2 separate regions of the Hordeum vulgare genome follow, and region 1 is linked to region 2. A link is a contact called in public Hi-C data. All regions are on one chromosome and are shown on one strand. Each heading gives the region's core, a stretch centred on a gene start, on an enhancer-like site or on the middle of the called end of the contact. The rest is flanking DNA. Distances are from core to core; before and after follow the strand shown. Region 1 has its middle 93 kb from the start of LOC123447935. Region 2 holds the start of LOC123447934 (protein CELLULOSE SYNTHASE INTERACTIVE 3).

The links. Hi-C and Micro-C count contacts between places; a contact is called where the count stands out from the background.
Region 1: a Hi-C map of leaf shows a contact between it and region 2, with 2.9 times the contacts expected there. The contact joins the enhancer-like site here to the promoter of LOC123447934 in region 2. A contact is called at or near these places in 2 of 6 Hi-C or Micro-C datasets (both in leaf) and 1 of 1 datasets of contacts at active chromatin or transcription factors (embryo).

The regions. Positions count from the first base shown.
Region 1 is chr4H:76,893,402-76,898,161 of MorexV3_pseudomolecules_assembly, reverse strand. No RefSeq gene overlaps it. Among protein-coding and RNA genes, the nearest start is that of LOC123447935, 93 kb to the left of the region's middle. Within about 2 kb of position 2,566, at least 3 of the 3 cell types and tissues checked have open chromatin away from gene starts, as enhancers often do. A contact at or near this core is called in leaf, where this site is marked.
Region 2 is chr4H:76,712,797-76,717,866 of MorexV3_pseudomolecules_assembly, reverse strand. It overlaps LOC123447934 (protein CELLULOSE SYNTHASE INTERACTIVE 3), which reads left to right and starts at 2,045. Exons shown (of 7, transcript XM_045124669.1): 1 at 2,045-2,220; 2 at 3,496-3,639; 3 at 3,891-5,070. The coding sequence starts at 3,557.

The DNA.
Region 1 (4,760 bases), core at 1,317-3,816, 180 kb before region 2:
CTAGCAACTCGGCCTTAAAGCGTCTCTAAGAGATCGTGTAGATGCAACACGCAATTTTTTTTTACAGCGCGCATAACGGTTATTTTTGCGCGCGCACAGTCAGTTGCTTCATGAGGTGTTGTAAAAAATTTACGCGTCATTGTACCGTTTTAGTAGGCGCTGTAAAATCGAGCACATGCGTTCAGCAGAGACAATATTTTACATTTAGTGTCAAATAAAGAAGATCAAACAAACACAACATAATTTATTAAAAATAGTTAATTATTATTACAACTGAAACAAATAATTAAACTTTAATACAACAAATAGTTTCGAGAAATACAATAAATGTTTAGTACAACAAACATACAACATCATGCGTTTTGTCGCACATTTCATATCCACCACTCCTCGACTAGATCCTTCTGAAGATCATCATGCGTTTCGACACGTCGAATGGCATGATAGAAGACAACAAAGCGGGCCACCCTCTCGATCCCCCACCGCGCTCGTACGGGATGTCCCAACAACTCATACTAAGAATAGTCTAAATCTTGCCCACGCTCGTTCTCGATGATCATATTATGCATAATCACACAATCGTCCATGATGTATCAAAGAATATTTTGATCCCAATATCTAGCCGGTCTTCTCACAATAGGAAATTAGGCTTGCAAAATCCCAAAAGCTCTCTCCACATCTTTCCTAGCCGCCACCTGAGCATTATGGAAATCAAGATTTTTCTTACCTCCCAGTTTTTTCAACGGCTTCACAAATGTTTGCCACCTTGGGTAGATGCCATCCGCAAGATAGTAGACATAATTTTATGTATGGTCATTTGCTACAAACTGCACCGCTGACAGTTCACAGTTTGCAATACTATTCATGAGTGGTGACCGCTGAACAACATTGACATCGTTCAAATATCCTCGCATTCCGAAAAAAGCATGCCAAACCCAAGTCTCCTGATCGGCCACCGCTTCAAGGATTGTAGTGACATCTTTTTTCTGGCCGTGAAATTGTCCTTGTCGTGCCTTAGAACAGTTCTTCCAACTCCAATGCATACAATCTATTAAGCCAAACATACTTGGGAACCCACAAGCTTTATTCATCTTCAAAAGCCTTGCGGCGCCTTGAGCATTGGGAGCTCTCAAATATTTCAGACCAAACACTTGCACGATTCCAACCGCGAAGCGTTTCACACACATGATGGCTTGTCTCTCACCCATGGCCAAGTGATCATCAACTAGATCCGCCGAAATGCCGTATGCCAACATACGCAAAGCGGTTGTCACCTTTTGAAAGGTGCTATGGCCGAGTTCTTCGGCGGCATTCCTCCTCTGCTGAAAAAACCAATCATGGCTCGCCAGTCTATCTGCAATGTGTTTGAACAACTCGATATTCATCCTAAACGACGTCGAAAGTAGGACTCGAGGTATGTGAGAATCTCCGCAAAATAGTTTCTCATCAATGTGTTGTGGGCTTTGACCCTTTCCCTCCACAATTTCTGGCGACCAAATATCGAACAACCGTGCTTCGGCTTTTTGTTGATATGCATAGCTAGGATCATTGCGAGGTCCTCTTCCTCTTCAAGATCAAATTCTTCATTAAAAGAATCGTGGGATGAACTCATCTACAAATTTGAATTCAAACTAAAATTTAACACCACAAACAGCATACTCCAAAATCATCTACAAAAATGAAGTTTAGTAGCAATATATACCTTGCAAGCGCTTTATCAAACACCTTGTGGACGCCGAGCTGCAAACCCCCGCCGGACGCTGTTTGTCGATGGAACGGGGCGCTCCAGGAGCGGCCGCAGCGGAGGAAGCGGCGGCGGCCATCGGAGAAGAGGGGGAAGCGACGCGTGCGGTGAGGAACGACGGGGGAGGGGAGCGCCGACAGGGTCGCTGGAGAGGATGGGAAAGTCCCGCGTGCGAGGGAGCTTTCAGATCCGATGGTTGATGGACATTCATGCGGACGAATTACTGTTCAACGTGCGGTACTGGATGCTGGGAAAATGTAGCACGCGTATGCGGTTTTGTTCGACCTGCACTAAGAAGCCTTTTGTGAGACACAACTTATTCAGTGCGTTTGTTGGAAATACTCCTGCATCGACGATCGACGGGGCACGGCCAAGTTCGAGTCCGTCACATTCGATTAATAGGTTATTACGGGTACTACTCTGACGGAGTAATTATATTGTACCGTATTGCATTGCACTTGCCGAGCGAAGCAAACAGTCTACGGTCCCATTTTCTAGTTGAAACCGTACACCGCACCAATTTTTTGAGCAGGAAATTCGCCGTGGTACGTCTCATGTTCTACACTCAGGAAAGGTGGCCGTGATTTTGTCACGCTGCCGGACCGGGTCCCGGCCACTCTGTCCCAACTCCCAAAGCGGGCCTCGCCTCGCCGACGACGCGGCCCCACGGCGGGCCTGCTAGTTGCCGTTGCGAGCACGTGAGGGAAAGCAGCCCCCACGCGCCTAACGCCACTGGAAAGGCGCTGTAGCGGGCCCGGCGCCTGACGTCACTGGAGATTGGAGTGGGCCCCGCCGAGCCCGAGCGGGCGGCCGTTGGATCTGCGGGACCGGACGCTTACGCGTGGGCCCCAGGATGAACGAGCGCCCCTTGACCCGGGTGTCAGAGAAGGCTATCTACCTCCGAGACGTTGGTCGCCAGGAGGGTAATTAGCTGCTTTGCAGATTAGTCCTTCCGTCATGGCTGTATTTCGTTCGTGGAGGCATCTCTGACTGCGGCCGTACCAGATCACCACCAGCTAATGCTTGTCGTTTCCGCGATGCGTTCTGTTCCTTTGCTGAAAAGGAAATTCCTTCGCTTCTCATCTCACCTCCGAGCAGAATATTGTTGATTCCACGCATTTCACGCTGTTAAATTTCCTCACCTTTTGAAAAAATAGTACACGTACACGTGCAATACACGTCTTTATGTGTAATAATCAACGCAAGTGTAACGAATGTTTTTGTTAGGATATAAATATATATTTTTTATATGTAATAATCAAAAAAGTGGATTCTTCATCGCATTAATGGGTACAATTTAACGAAGGCTTTATTTTATAAACTGTCGGATTTAGTTGTAGCGACCTCGCCTTCAACCAATGGAAAAATATAATATAATAAAAAATAACAAAGCAATGAGTTTAAGTTTGCAAATACGTTTATTTTGATGTACTATTTATTTATTGAATTAGCTAACTTGAGCATAACAGAAGGGAAAATTATATTGTGATGTCATTGCTCATCTCATCGGTTGGTTGCTAATCTAAATGCCATCATTATTAGTGGCTTCACTTGGATGGTGATCAACAATCCCATAATGCTATAGAAGGAAATATGCGGAGAAGCCTCATCAAATTTGCACCATGTAATTTTAAAGAGAAATCTATTAATTTATTCTTTCATATATAAGAATTAAATTATCTATTACCTCTGTCTTGAATTATTTGTTTTAGATTTATCGATATACAGATGTATCTAACATGTGCCGTGTGTGGACAAATTTAAGATATGTAATTCGACACGAAGGGAGTATGTAATAAGAAATAGCATGGCTATCATGTCAAGTGAAAGAAATTTCCAGGAGGTAGCGTGCAGCTATGTCGCCAATTAAAGCAGTACATGTACATGTTCCTCTTCGTATTTTGTACATGGGTAAAATTGCCTCTTGGGCCAACTACTCGTTTCATTTCTTGCCACCCGCGCTGCACTGATCCCAGCCACCGACTCCTTCACTTCTCCGGGAACTGCTACACTCGACTGTTGCACCGTTGCCTCCCGTGCTTGTCCGAGGAACCGTTTCCGTTGCTCTAGACCACTGCCAGCAATGCTGCTCGTGGGTGCCACCTCCACTGCTACTTTCGGCTGTAGGTTCCCAGTATTCTCTTGGCCTTGTTCACCAATAGGTTCTTGCCGCTAGTGCTCGGTGTTGGTGATGCCAACAATGGCCAAGAGCAATGATATGGATAACAGAAAATGAAGATGATGCGTGGTTGCACCGACTTGTGTATTTGTAGAAACAAAAGATAATTATCGTGACTAACTAAAAAGTAGAAGGGCTAAAAGAAATCCAATAATCATAAAATAAGAGAAAGCTATAAAGTGGGACTCGTGAATAAGTTTGCCACAATAAACTAGATGAAACAGTAGATAAGCCGCAACTAAAAATTTCTAAACTCTCGCACTAAAATAACCTACACAATTACTCAAAGTTGCGACACCTTGATACAAAACAGTTTGGTGCTTTTCTTTGATGACATCTCTTAAACACCACTTTCGTAGTTGGTGTATACTCTAGACTAGTGACGACAGATTGTCTATTGGCCATTTCGGAAAGTGTGTAATCCACTTTCGAAGACATTGATAAATACTACAGTTATGATAAGCTGCTTTCAAATTCATTATAGCCTACACAATTCTCGTCGCGTTTTGCTAGGATAACAATGAGAACCCAAAAATAGAGACATAAAAAACTCAGTTTACATCTAATACATGAAATAGTATTGGGTATATTTGGTGTGAACCCCATTTAGCACTTCCATAAATTGGCATGGCCCGACCAAAAGGGCATGACCAAGATATTGGAAAGTCTCCATTGTTTGGTTTGTAGCCATGGCACCTACCATTCTTTGTTGAAAAAATCATAGACATCCACTTGGTTTGAAGCCAAATTGCTTCAAAACATTTGGCAACATACATGAGGATCTGTTTATGATTTGGTACTGAAATTCAGACTTTCAGTGATGAGGCAACAAAAGAC
Region 2 (5,070 bases), core at 796-3,295:
TAGGTACCATATTCACAATAACAATATATTGCCAAGAATGATAGACATAGACATGTTGAAATATAAAAATAAATAAAATGAAAAGAAGGAAAGTACACATTAGACTTGTAGACACCCATTGCGCACTCTAATCTCTTTTACTCCACTCACATTAATTCAAAGTTCTAGTTTTGTACGAAATAGATTTTCTCTCTTTCAACTAAGTCTATAGACAAATACACTAAAACATACACGATCAGGTAGATAATTCAAACAAAACCTCTCGCGTCGCCTCTAGGGGGGCGACTCGGGCGCCCTAGCCGCCGCCGCCCTCGACCTCCCTCCTCCCCTGCTTCCCCGCCGCCGCCGGAGGAGGCCGGCGATCTTCGCTCGTCCGGCGGACGGCGGACGACGGGCCTTCCTCCCTTTTTCACGAGGGGATCCTCTGGCTGAGATGCGACGGCGTCCCTGGACGTACGGCATGGAGGCGGAGTTGGCGCGCTCGGGCGGCGGCCCGATGGGATCCTGGCGGCGCTGCGGGGGCTGCCGGCGGATCTGGGGTTCACAACCCCAGACCGGTTCTCCTTCTTGGATGATGCTGGATTTGAACAAGGTGGTGGCGCCATTCCCTTCGTCAGGGATGACGGTCAGGTGGTGGGTTCTTGTGGCGTTGCCGGTGGCGGCGGATCTTGGGATCCTGCTCCCGGGGACGTCGCAGGATGTGGTGGCCCGTGCAGGAGAGATGGGTTCTTCGAACAGATCTGGGTAAAAGCTTGCTTTCGGCTACTGCCAAAGCCGGCGATGGCGGCGTTGTCTAGGTCGTTTCCTTCCTGAAGGCATCGCCGAGGAGAAGTTCAAGGCTGCTCTTTGCTACCTCCGAGGAAACCCTAGATCAGTAGATCGGATGACGGCGACGCTCTGGTGTCGTTTCCCTCTTGGGGGTATCATTCATGGAGGTACACACGGGCTCGAGGGATCATTGGTCGGCATCAACGGTGGAGCGGCATTCCTTGTGACACATCGATGTCGTGGAGTCTCGGCAGCGAGGCGCAGCAAAGTCTCGGCGACGGATGCATGATGATGAGCGCGCGTAGGGAGGATGCGCTGTTTGGCGCTGTGGGGGCATCGACGGCAAGCCTTGCAAGGTCGATGCGTCAGTAACTCTTCTGAAGATGGATTGATGGAAAGCGGCGGCGACGACCTATGAGGGTGCGTTGGACCGGTTTGTGCCCCTGACCCGGTATGTGGCTCAGTCGGGGCCTCCGGCTTTAGATGTTAGTCTAGGTGAGAGGTGTGGGTATGTGGCTCACACTTTCTGCACCCCTTCATCATTGGATAGGAGTAGCGATAGATATTGCCAAGAGGACGGCTTCAGATATATTGATGTATTGCTTTGTAAGATCTTTGTGAATAATTAATAAAATGGTTGCATGCATCTTTCAGATGCAGAGGCCGGGGGTCATCCTCCTTTTCTAAATTTTTTTCTTAATGGGTCTAAAGAAACTATTTTTACATGATACATGTTTACATGATTTCGGTTAACTTAACAATCTAGAATTTAAATTAGTATAGAATACGCTACATCACATTTTAATCCCAAGGTGGATTAAGAGCCTGTCTCTTTGAGCAAATGTGTTTACAGGAACACCCTACCCACTTGCTTAGAGAATCTTCATCAGTTTATGTAAGAATCTCCCCGTAAAACCACTTTTATGGGGCACAGTAAAGTTTAGAGGAAGTTGTCCGACGAGGTCGTTTCCCAGTTAATGTAAAATCCCTCTAAATCTGTCTTCTTCTATTATCACTAAAAATGTGCTCGTTTATGAAAATTGTTGAAGAGAATTTTCTGACCCAACTTCACGCAAACAGTGACTATTTTACTTACTGACACGGTTGAAGGTGCTGTAAATGCTTCCACTACCGCTGCGTAGTACGACAGCGATCTGCCCGTTACTAAAAGAGGAACGCAGTTAATTTCCACTTGACACAGCCCAGGCGTCCGTCCATGTCCGCTGCCGTAATAACGCGACAATGACGGGAGTGATCCGCAAAAGACCCACCCCTCTCTCTCCCTCCCTCCCCACTTCCCCTGTTCCAAAAAGCTTTCGCATCTCTCTCTCTCTCTCTTCACAGTTCACACCCACACTGCGCGGCACAGTGGGCGAGTGGGCGCGAGACCAAGCGTCGCCTCCTCCTCTCCTCCGCCTCGGTCTCGCCGCCGGACGTCTTCGCCTGCCGCCGGTGAGCCCCCCCCCCTCCCCCGGTCTCGTTCGTCGATCTCTGGCCAGGCGCGCCCGGCAGGGGGCTGCTGCCTGCCCGTGGCGGCGCCCAATTCCGAGCGATTCGCGCTGGTTCTAGGGGGTATCGCGTTGCTTTTCGTTGAAGCCTGGCGGTCGGGATCTCGCCTGCGATGGCCCCGTTGGCGAGGCGGTGGAGGTGGGCGGAGGGATTTCGGGTGGTTCGCGTGATCGGGTGGTGGTCCGCCGTCGCTTGTCGCTCCGCAGTGGCGCGAGGAGCGATCTGGGGCAGGCCGTAGTTAGGTGCGCTCGGGGGGGAGTAATTCTCGAGGAATTCTGTCGCGACCCGCTCTTCTGTTTCTCTGTTCATCAGCCTTTAGTTAGCCATTATAGTGTCTTGTTTTGAAGGCCATGGTCCGATCTTACCATACTGTAGAAAAGGCGTGCTTTTCACTGGGTCATGGTCTGTGTAATATAAATAAACAGTGCTCGGTTGAGGCGGCCACTCTCTATTGGGATTTCAGGAGTAATTGAACTCCCCACCACGTGGAATGGTACAATTTTGCACTCACGCCTGTCTTAAACTCGTTTACTGCTAGTATGGTCGTTCCTATCCCCGTGCATTGGCAGCTCTGGTCGACAGTTTTTTTTTCTTTGGCATTTGCAACACCTTCTGCCGCTGGGGGCTGTCCTCCCTCAAATTTGCTGAAATTAGGGAAGACACCTTTTTCGTGAAGCTAGACACAGTTGCCCGGGTTGTTTGGAGCTAATTGCTATATGCAATTGGACTTTGGAAGTGTGTGCTTTTTCGTGAAGCTAGACACAGTTGCTCGGGTTGTTTGGAGCTAATTGCTACATGCATTTGCACTTCGGAAGTGTGTGCCACCCGCGTAGGTGTCATTGCAGCTGAGGTGTGCAAGGAATCTCGCCACTGAAGTATACTTGCATGGAACTGGGGCATACGATGATAGATCATGGTCGATAATTTTGTTTCTCATCTTTGACAGTTAAGTCGGAAAGTAAAAAAATTTGGGATCTGAATTTCCTCATGACGATTTACATCAACTGTAATTTTTTGCATGTTAGAACTGGATCTGCTGACCATGGCTATCTTTTAATATTGCACTCATAAATTAACATGATTATGATATTATCTTGGTATCCACATGTTATATCATATAAGTGGTTACCTTTCCACCCTTCTGGTATAATGTAAGTTAATTTGAAAAATTGATGACACAAGCTGGCAATATTACTTTTTTATGTTGAATACGTCCAGTTTGTCTTGCAGGAGGACATATAAAACAATTAAGATTGTAAACGTTGGTAACTGTTCAATCATGCCGATATCCAACTCAACGGAACCTCGAGATTCTCGAGACCCTACTTCACCTGCGCCATCCACGTCATCTTCTAGATCAAGGTATACAAGATCTCAATTTTTACTGTTAAAAAAAAGATCTCAATTTTTACTGTTAAAAAAAAGATCTCAATTTTCTCATTGTCTTATTATTATGTTTATTACACTGGAAGTTTTCATGGAATCAGCAAAATTAGCTTGCTTTGTTTGTGTTGCTATATCCTTGTCTAGCGACCCTTCATTTCATTTTAAGCATTTAGTCCTCTCTTTATTATTCATAATTTTTTAACTATTATTGCTTATTCTTTATATAGGGAAGCATGCAATCTTGCAGAAGTTGATGACCCTGAAAGTGCAATGTCCACTGTTGCTCGATTGCTGGAGCAGCTACATGGTAGCTTGACATCACTGCCAGAGAAGGAAGTGGCAATCAAAAGATTACTTGAACTTGCCAAGGCGAAGAAGGATGCAAGGATTTTGATAGGTAGCCATTCTCAGGCCATGCCATTATTTATATCTATCCTTAGAAGCGGGGCATCTTCAGCCAAAGTAAATGCTGCGGCCCTGCTTAGTGCACTCTGCAAGGAAGAGGATCTGCGTGTCAAGGTTCTCTTAGGAGGTTGCATACCACCCTTGCTCTCTCTCTTGAAGTCTGAATCTGCTGAAGCAAAGAAGGCTGCCGCTGAGGCTATTTTTGAAGTGTCTTCAGGGGGTCTTTCGGATGATCACATCGGCATGAAAATATTTGTGACAGAAGGCGTTGTGCCGACTCTTTGGGATTTGCTCAATCCTAAGTCACGCCAAGATAGAATAGTTGAGGGCTTTGTGACTGGGGCTTTAAGAAATCTCTGTGGAGATAAAGATGGTTATTGGAAGGCCACACTTGAAGCGGGTGGAGTAGAAATTATTACCGGTCTTCTTTCATCCAAAAATACTGCTTCGCAGTCAAATGCTGCCTCCCTCTTGGCACGGTTGATTTCTGCTTTCAGTGATAGCATTCCCAAAATCATAGCTGCTGGGGCTGTTAAGGCCCTTCTTCAGCTTCTGAATCGAGATGATGACATTGCTGTTCGTGAAAGTGCAGCTGATGCTTTGGAGGCCTTATCTTCCAAGTCTACCATTGCAAAGAAAGCTGTGGTCGATGCAGGCGGCCTCCCTGTTTTGATTGGAGCTGTTGTAGCGCCCTCAAAAGAGTGCATGCGAGGGGTTACCTGCCATTCTCTACAAAGCCATGCCGTTTGTGCTTTATCAAATATTTGCGGTGGAGCCACTTCGTTGTTGCTTTACCTGGGAGAGCTTTGCCAATCACCCCGGTCAGCTGTGTCCCTTGCTGACATTCTTGGAGCACTTGCATATACGCTGATGGTGTATGATGGCACTGATGGTAAATTCTTTGATCCTGTTGAGATAGAAAGCATTTTGGTTGTGCTCCTGAAATCCCATGACAGTAAGCTTTTGCTTGATCGTATTCTTGAAGCTTTAGCAAGTCTATAT